2 separate regions of the Mus musculus genome follow, and region 2 is linked to region 1. Evidence: chromatin contacts called from public Hi-C data. All regions are on one chromosome and are shown on one strand. Each heading gives the region's core, a stretch centred on a gene start, on an enhancer-like site or on the middle of the called end of the contact. The rest is flanking DNA. Distances are from core to core; before and after follow the strand shown.

Region 1 (4,483 bases), core at 1,374-3,873:
TAAACACAACACACACGAGGAGGTAGGTTAGGAGGAGGTGGGTTAGCTCATCTCAGTGGGGTTCTCTGTGTGACCTGAAGGCATCTGAGAGAAGAAAAGCTGTGGCTGGGGCTGGTGAGATGGCTCAGTGGGTAAGAGCACCCGACTGCTCTTCCAAAGGTCCGGAGTTCAAATCCCAGCAACCACATGGTGGCTCACAACCATCCGAAACAAGATCTGATGCCCTGATCTGTGTCTGAAGACAGCTACAGTGTACTTACATATAATAAATAAATAAATAAATCTAAAAAAAAAAAAAAAGAAGAAGAAAAGCTGTGGCTGATACTGCACACAGGACCACCATCTGCACATGGACCCAGGGAAGGCCTTGCCATGAGTCTTAGGCTCATGGGTGTCCCCATGTCAACTATCCATGTTTCCCCCAGGCTTCCTCTGCTCACTCAGAGAGATAGATGGTTTAGTGGCTAACAGAGCATACAGCTCTTAAGGAGGATCAAAATGTGATTCCCAGCACCCATGTCAGGTAGCTCAGAACAACCTGTAACTCCAGCTACACGGGACCCAAAGCCCTAGCCTCTGCAGGAGCCTGCACTCGTGTGAACAGAGCCTCTCTTGCCGTCACTTCACACACACACATGACTATAAAAGATACACATAAATCTTAAGATATCCTATTTTCATAATTGCTATTATTTAATAATTTGAATGAGAATCTAGTGAGGTCTGCGGCATCATTTCCTGATCAGTAGACGCCATTCCTCCCCCTTTTAAATTTAGCCATAAGGAAATGAGGTGTTCACAATGTAGGAATTGCCAAGAAGTCTTCCTCAGTGGAACCCTCTTCTTCCGTTAGGAAGCACACAACGCTGAAGACGTTGAGTGGACTTTGAAGATAGCTTTAATAGTTGTTGGTGGTGTTGGTTAGGTGCCAGGACATAAGAAAAACGAAGCAAGGCTAACGCTTTAAGTTTTCAAACTTGAGCAGTTGGAAGAATGGGGCTGCCTACAGACCGCTAGCCACATGCTCAGAGATTCAAATGAGACTGGCACCAAGTCCCTGAAGCACAGCTGAGTTAGGTCCTGAGAATCCAGGAGAAGCAGAAAGCGGTTTGCATGATCCGGAGAGAAACACACCAGAAAATGAGTAATTGCAACCACTGTAAAGTGCTGTGAAGAAGAGGCGCTTACTGCCTGGTGCTAGCAGGCCATGCCCTAGTCCAGTCATTCTCAACCTATGGGTCGTGACCTCTTTGGGGGTCACGTATCAGATACCCGGTGTATCAGATATTTACATTACTATTCATAATACTCGTGAAATTATAGTTAGAAAGGAGCAGTGGAATCACCACAGCATGGGGTCTGTATTAAAGGGTCACAGACTTAGGAAGGTTGAAAGCCACTGCCCTAGTTTAAACCTTAAGAAAAACTGGCCTTGAAGAAGTGACATGTGAGCTGAGTAACAGGTAGCAAGGAGAGGAGTTCTGGGCCCTGGAATGGTGTGTGCTGAGGTCCGCCTCTGGAGAGATCGCCTTGCATGGGAGGCCGGTCCTGACCAGAATGCAGGTGAGCCAGGCTTGAGATCAATAGGGATGACAAAGGGCTGAGATATGCAGGGCCTTTGTGCTGTAGATCTGGGTCTTGTATGAAGAGCAACCCAGAGGCACTTAGGTTAGAGACGTGGCTCAGTGCTTGCCTGGCATGTGTGAGCCCCTGGGTTCAATCCAAAGGATGGAAAGAAGAAGAAAAAAGAAGGGAGAGAGAAAGGGAGAAATAGAGGAAAGAGAAGCCCCCTGAGTTCAAGCCCCAGCATGGTCTACATATTAAGTTTCGAGCCAGCCAGATAGAAAAACCCTGTTTCAAAAAAAAAGCAAGCCACATTGGCTGAATGTAGAAAATGCCTTGGTGGACGGTGATGGCTAGAAACAGCTGTTAGGAAGTGACTGAGCTAAAGGTGATAGTGACTTAGATTGTATGTCTGCAGTGGCAATGGGGAAGAAGGAGAAAAGCTGAGAGAGACTTAGAAGGTAGAATCAGTGGGACTTGGTGTTGGGTTGGATTTGAGACGCTAGGGTTAAGGAAGGACCAGGGATCATCTTTTGGTTTTAGAATGATTCATACCGGAAATGAAAGATGTCTCCCATGAAGCTTATATAAGAAAGAAGCCAGAGTTCCAGAGATGAAAGATGAGTCAAAGAAATGCACCCACCCCCCCAAAAGGGTGACATGTGGAGAAGGCCAGAGCTTAGATGGGAGCCAGAATCTTCAGGACAAACCAGTGTCTGCAGAGATCAGGTTCGTTCAGTGCCCTCTGCTGTAGAATAGCAAAAGCCCAAAGTCTGGGCAATCAGCTACACACCCTGGTCCCCCTAATGGTAGGGCAAGGAAATGGCATGTCAGCCATAGAAGGTTACTCACGTCACAGGAGCAGCCAGGCACTGCCAGAGAGGAGCTGACACATCTCTGAGATGGCTGCTTTCTCTCCTACAGTCAACCAACCTGAGACCACGTACAAGAGGCAAAGAGAACATATTTAATTAAGACCTTTAGCCCTGCTTACAGCTTTCAAATACCCAGACACATAATATACAGGATTCCATCTGTATTCTTGTCCTTTACATTTGAGTTTAGGGAGGGGCCGGCTGTCACCACTCCCACAGACACCAGCTAGCCCTTTCTCCACCGTATGTCTTTGTTCAAGCTCCTGGCCTATTAAAATGGTCTCTTCTGTCCATGGGGTCATTTCTTAACACTTAATATGACAGTTTCTGCACCCCAGTGCTGGTGAGAGACAGACTCAGACCTCTGCATCTCTTTGCCTGGGGCCTCACTGCTACTCTGTGGGATGAAGTCCTTGGTGAGCATGTGCTGTGGACATGAGCACAGCTGTGTCACAAACCCTAATGCCTCAGATGCATGGGAATGATGAAACCTTCCCTTTACCCTTGTGCAGATGTTGATAGTATGAGCAGAAAAGAATGCACTACGGCTTCCTCCTCCCCAGTGTGTACAGCCTGAGACAGCTACCCTATAGAGACCTCCTACCAGGATAAGCTAGATCTGCTTCCTCATTAAGACAGACATACAGACAGACAGATATCCATCTCCTCAATTTGGATGTATAAAATAAATGCCCTGTTTCTGGGCAGCTGCTGGTGTGTCTCCATCAAAGCATACAGCCCACCTGATCTCAGAGTTTCTGTATGCATGTCTGTGTGTCTGTCCTTTCTTCAAAGATCCCTTCATTGTTCCAGTTGGTCAACCCCACAGCCACTCAGGTCTTGGCCTGCTCTCTGGGAAAATCCATCCTCAACTCAGCCTCTGACGTGAAGCAGGACCCTCGAGAAGAGTGAAGCCCAGGGTCCCTTTCCCCAGCACGGTCCTCCAAGCAACTGTATAGTGACATCAAGGTGAGACACCCACCGAGCATACAATCTGCCATCCAGCCTGACCAACATCCCAGTTTGCCCAAGACTGAGGCCACTCCCAGCACGCAGACCTTTTAGCATGAACACTGACAAGTGAGGATGGATGTTTGGTCGTGGAAATGGGAAGTCTCTTTAGAAAGGTGGGGCTGGGGAGAGGAACTAGCTACCCATTAATGGAAGGAGAAGGAATTGGGAACCTAAGTGAAGGAAAAGAAATCGGACCACATGGAAATGCGTCCTGGCTGTACATGTCCAGGCTGGGAGAGAGAGGGGATCCCCATGGGGCCCACTTGCAGACCCTACTGAAGTCCTTCAGTCAACTCACATAGCTCCATCCACTCGCAGTTCTCTGAAGAGCAAGTGGCTTCTGGCTGCCTACACAAGGCACTTCCCCCAGAATTTTTAAAAAGCGCTGGCCTTTCCAAGTCTTCTTAGTATAGGATATCTGTGGGTTTTCCTGCTGAGCCCTTTCTTATTTTTATGAGGAAAACCCCTAAAGTTCCTTCAAAAGCCACCCTGACCCTCTTCTTCAACAGCCCTGCTTTCCAAGCAGATCTGAAATCAGGATCAGGTGACTGGGGCTTGAGTAGGACCTTACTGAGAACTTTCCAGATGCCAGAGACAGAAGGCATTGTTCAGCATAAGGAAAGGACTGTATGAATGGTCTTGTGCTATATGATCAATGACATACTGGATATAGATGGAAGGCCCCATGAGGGTATAATGGAGCTGAAAAATTCTCAGCACCTAGTGACACAGTTGCCATCAGAACGTCAAGGCCAATGTCACTCAGGACTTAGGTCACGCTAGTGTGAGCACTTCTACATCACTGTATACACTATATATACACACCCATATAAAAACAGGGCAACACAATTCTGCGTATTGCACAATACTTGATAATGACCATAAAGTACTAACTGGGTCACTTTTTCTCATTACATGGCCAAATACCAGACAGAATGAAGGAAGGGGGATTTATTTGGGCCTACAAGTTCAGGGGCTAGGATCCACCACTGAAGGAAAGGCATGGGAACGTACGGGTGGTCTGTCCATAT
Region 2 (4,791 bases), core at 863-3,362, 98 kb before region 1:
TATGATGACATCTTTCGTGGGTACTGAGGACTTGAACTCAGGTCCTCTTGCTTGCACAGGAAGTGCTCTTACCCGCTGAGTCATCTCTCAGTCCCAGGGCAAGGCTTTTTGGGGAGTTGGAGTTGGATAACCTCCGAGGAAGAAGAGCAGTTGTGATTGATTGATTCCTAGGGTTTTGCCTGAGCATCCTATTGGAGGAAAAATTACTACTAAAATTAGAAGGCCTAGTGTAGTATAGAGAGTGGAGGAATAAATTTAGGAACCAACGGTTCTACTTTCATCATGATGGTTACAATTGTTAGATCTACAGCTGCAAGTACTCAATCAGCTAACTGCTCCACTAGGGAAAGAATCTAGGGATATAAATTTGGATCATAACATCTTGATGATATCATGGTTTGAATAGGAATGGCCCCCACTGGTTCATATATTTGAAAGCTTGGTCACCAGGGAGTGGCACTGTTAGGAGGTTTGGCCTTGTTGGAGGAAGTGTGTCACTGGGTGGGGGGGGGGGGGGGGAGGGGGCTTGAGGTTTCAAATGCACCAAGCCCAGTATCTCTCTCTCTCTCTTCCTGCTGTCTGCAGATCTGGATGTAGAACTTTCAGCTACTTCTCCAGCACCATGTCTGCCTGCAATTATTGAGGTAGAGAACAGTTGAGGAAACAGTCCTCGGAATAGGAAAAAGTATTTGCGAATTATTTCTAAACAGGGACTTGTATCTAGAACATATGAAGATTCACTTTTACAGCTTAACAATGAAATGATTGATAACCCCAATAGACATCTCTTTAAAGAAAAAATATACAAGGGGCTTGAGTTGGTGAGACGGCTGAGAGGGTAAAGGCACCCGATGACTGGGTTCTAGTCTCAGGACCCTGCTCACATGACAGAAGGAGAGAACTGGAGTCTCTCTCTCTCTCTCTCTCTCTCTCTCTCACGCACACACACACACACACACACTCTCTCTCACATACACACATACCACATACAAACACGTAAAATAAATAAAGTGTTAAACATGAGAAAAGATGCTCAAGTTATTAATCGCCAGGGGAATGCCAATCAAAATCACAAGGACATGTCACATCCTTCTAGGGTGGCGGCAATAAAAGGACAGATAGTAACAACCATGGACGAGGATGAGGAGACTGGAAGGCTCATACTCTGCACGTGGGGTTTTAAAACAGTGCAGCCAGTTGGGAAAAGAGTGCAGCAGGTCTTGAGAATGATAAACTTCCCACGTGGCCAGCAATTCCTCCCCTAATTCTACACACAAGAGAAAATTTTTAAAAATATGCCCAGGTAAAAGCTTGTAAGTACTACGTAGAGTCCTCTCACCCCCACCCTCCAAATCTAAATCTCCCCTCTGCTGGGTTCTGAACACTGCTGAGATTTCTATATGCCGAAGCCATCCCTCTCCAGGAACTCCTGTTGTCTCCCTTGCTACATTGCTGCTCAGGGCTCACTAGAGCTTCATGAAACTGCTGCATGGCTGAAATTGACAGGGCCCTTCAAAATACTTGCCTGTCAAGGCCATTCTAGAGACTGCTTTAACTGTTCTGAGCAATGGCGGTTTGTACAGTCCTGGGTATTAGCGCCACAGCCTGCTATTGGGAGATTTTTCTCTATGCCTATCCTTGAAAACGGAGCCTGACACCATTGGAGTAAGGATGGATCACTGGCTAGGGTCAGGGTGGGGGTGGGGTGGGGGGGTGTGTCCTTGTTACTCCCGCTCCTTTTATTACATAGTTTCCTTTTCTCCCTCCTACTCAATTTTGTTACCATTATTTAAGTTGAGTATGTGGTTTCTTTTTGTTGTTTCAAGTTGTAACCTGCTAGCAGCAAAAGGCTAGAAGCAATAGCCAGAACGACCTAATAGTGTCAGGGTTCCATTTTCTTATTATTTAAAGCCTTCTTGATCAAAAGGAGACCTCTGGACTCAGAAAAGTTAGAAGTGAGTCGGTAGCCACGGGTTCGTGGCGTGCAGCCTGGCTCTCTGCCTGCAGAACCCTCAGACTTGGAAGATGACGCAGGCTGACAGAGGATGAGGTACCTCTCAGTCTTTCTCATTGCCTTTGATGTTCTCAGTTCAAGGAAGCCAGACTCCAGCATTCTCCAGATGCCTTACAGGTTTCAGAGCCTAAGCAGGAGCTGTCTGTGACTAATGCTTTATTCTACCTCCTGCGGAGTGGAAAGAGTGAAAGAAAATAGTCAGCACAGTTCTCCTTTAGCAGAGAGAGAGGGGGGAGGGAGAGGGGGAGGGGGAGAGGGGGAGGGGGAGAGGGAGAGGGAGAGAGGGAGAGAGGGAGAGAGAGCAGTCCTTTCCCACTTGTAAAGCCCAGGTTTCAAAATGTTATTCTATTGTCTTCTTGTGAAAGTTACCCAAAAATGTCATTAGGCTTAGATGGCCTTGGTTTAAAGGCCACACAGATGAAGCTGTATGTGTGTGGGTAGTGTGGCATTTATGCATTTGCAGGATTGGTAGCTGTGTGTTTGGAACCAGATGCTCCTAGTGTTATGACTGAAAATAAAACCAGAAGATGGAAATAATTTTCTGTTCAAAGAAGGATGGTCAATAAACTTCCTGGCTGCTAAATTTTTAAATATCATGTAATTGACAGCCATATTGGCAATGGGTTATGGCTCATTGGACTGAAAGCAGAGAGCTGCAGAGCATACATGTATTTATAAGATGCAGAGTATGTTGCTATATAGTTAACTATGGGCTGCCCATAATGAGCACAATACAGTGCACAGGTCATAGCCTATTTGCTTTCAGAGCCGCTCTTCATGCTTCTCCTTGTGGCTCTAGGTGGCAGGTACTGACCTCTGTAGACAGGTTTCCCGGGCTTAATGCAGGTCAGGGAGGCTCTAGCTTGGACACGGCCCAAGAGAAAACCTTTGTAGGACAGGAGGGAGGAAAAGGCCAGGTGCCTTGCTAAGCTTGTGGCCCTTGAATGGTGTTACTGGAGCCACAGGATGGCTCCAGCCAGAAAAAAAATCTACCCAGTCTGACTGCTGTCAGTGACTCCTGTAGACCCCCCTGTGATTATTCCTGTCACACAGACTGGGTGTGACTCTCTGTTGCCACTAGTCTGAGCTTCTCTGGTTCTCTGACGTCTGTGTAACCGATTTCCCATTTAAAATCCCATCTTGACTACATGTATGCTGATCTCGGCTGCCTCTCACTCAGCCTTTCTCGTTTCCTTTGTGGTGATTAATACACACGTGACTGAGAAGACGCTGTGAAAGGGCAGCGGTTGTTAAGATAGCGTGATGTCGGAAGAGACAACGTGGATAAAGGGTGTTGATGGCTGGCGTGTTGATTTGGTGAGAGAAGAGGGCACAGGAGATAACTGCCCTCTTTCCCCCAGGGACTCCAGGGAGTGACAGTACCTACACTCTTCTAACCCCACCCCCTTCCAAATCCCCATCCTATCTATCCTTCAGGATGCACAGTTGTTATCTGATGGATACCCTGGGGCTGGATACTGCTCCATTTTCTGATCTTGGGTTCTGTCATGTAGCAGACTGCAAGCAACTTTCTAGCTCTTTAAGAATTCCAAGAAAATCAGGTGCCAGTTGCCAGCTTCGGGGAGGGGTGCTTCTGCTTACCTGAGACTCTTAGATGAGCTCTAAACACACCTAATACTGAAAATTGTCCACAGTGTTTTAATTTTTATAATATGGCTTTTTAAAAGAGCATGGACAGCTACCATCAGATGAGATCCAGCACATTCAGGGCGGTATGGCCATAGACCTGGATGACTACAATTACATCCCTTAATTAGGGATATGCTTACCAATTACTGTTATTCCTGGAGAGCTGGATGAAGGGTGGATCTTCGTCTGTTGAAGTTAGAGTCAATTGCCAGTCAAAATTTAAGATGCCCAGATGCTCACTAATCCCACAATGTTTTACGCAGCATGTTCCTACTGCAAATGTGATGGTGACCGTGAATTAGGAGCTAGTGAATGACTCATATTCAGGATGGAATTAGTTCTACATTTTAAAGGAAGAACCCACCCTCGTTCTGGAGCCGGTATCCGTGCCGACCTCCTGCAATGGCACAGAGGAACGATCTGATAATGGTTACAGTAAAAGGATACTCACAAGGACTTCAGGGCTTGGCAGTGATGCTATCTTCCTCACAAATGGTTCCTTTCCATCACTCCTTGTAACATCCTTTCTGAACCTTTGCCTAAAATCCTTTCTGCTGCTAATTGCAAGCTCAGAAAGACTATATCTAGAGGGGGGTTGCATTTGTAGACAGTCTCTGAAGGGCTCTCAACTAAAGCAAGTCACCCCGGCTAGGACCATCTTGCCTCATCTTATGAAAACGTCAAGGACCTACTACTTGAGGAAAAACACATAAAAGAGCTAGGACTTCAAACATGGACCACTGGAATAGAACCTACCCAGGGAGTAAATAATTATTCAGGGAACGATGGCAGATTAAACATGCTTGATTTCTCCTAACCAAGATGATACTAAAATAACAGTAAAGGCACTTGAGAAACGATACCCAGTGAGCAATGATAACGGCACCTTACAGCAGAGATGTGAGCTCAAAAAATGTCTGGTGATGGATGGTGGACAGAGGGACAGAGGTAGAAGGAGGCGAGGGGTGGCAAACCTGCATTGTATGAGTGCAGGTCAGAGGCTAAAACCCAGAGGGAGACCCTTCACCATAAAAACAACCTGTCAACATCAGCTGAGTGAGCAGTGCAGCTGGATCTAATTATCAAAGTCAAAGTCAAAGCAACAGTTACACCACCTTGTAAGAAGT

Evidence for each region. A called contact is a pair of places that touch in the nucleus more often than the background predicts.
Region 2: a Hi-C map of the N1E-115 cell line shows a contact between it and region 1, with 2.3 times the contacts expected there. The contact joins two enhancer-like sites. A contact is called at or near these places in 1 of 39 promoter capture datasets (embryonic stem cells), 1 of 15 datasets of contacts at CTCF or cohesin (CD8 T cells), 69 of 484 Hi-C or Micro-C datasets (B cells, CD4 T cells, CD4 single positive thymocytes and 41 more) and 36 of 115 datasets of contacts at active chromatin or transcription factors (the 230-238 cell line, CD4 single positive thymocytes, CD8 T cells and 30 more).

Annotation. Positions count from the first base shown.
Region 1 is chr9:96,673,526-96,678,008 of GRCm38.p6, reverse strand. No RefSeq gene overlaps it. Among named protein-coding and RNA genes, the nearest start is that of Zbtb38, 44 kb to the left of the region's middle. Within about 2 kb of position 2,623, at least 33 of the 459 cell types and tissues checked have an H3K27ac peak or open chromatin away from gene starts, as enhancers often do. A contact at or near this core is called in CD8 T cells, the N1E-115 cell line, the SCID.adh cell line and 5 more, where this site is marked.
Region 2 is chr9:96,770,627-96,775,417 of GRCm38.p6, reverse strand. C430002N11Rik (RIKEN cDNA C430002N11 gene) reads right to left here. Exons shown (of 5, transcript NR_102296.1): 4 at 3,805-3,937; 5 at 1,021-2,182. Among named protein-coding and RNA genes, the nearest start is that of C430002N11Rik, 7.5 kb to the right of the region's middle. Within about 2 kb of position 2,112, at least 98 of the 459 cell types and tissues checked have an H3K27ac peak or open chromatin away from gene starts, as enhancers often do. A contact at or near this core is called in CD8 T cells, the N1E-115 cell line, the SCID.adh cell line and 5 more, where this site is marked.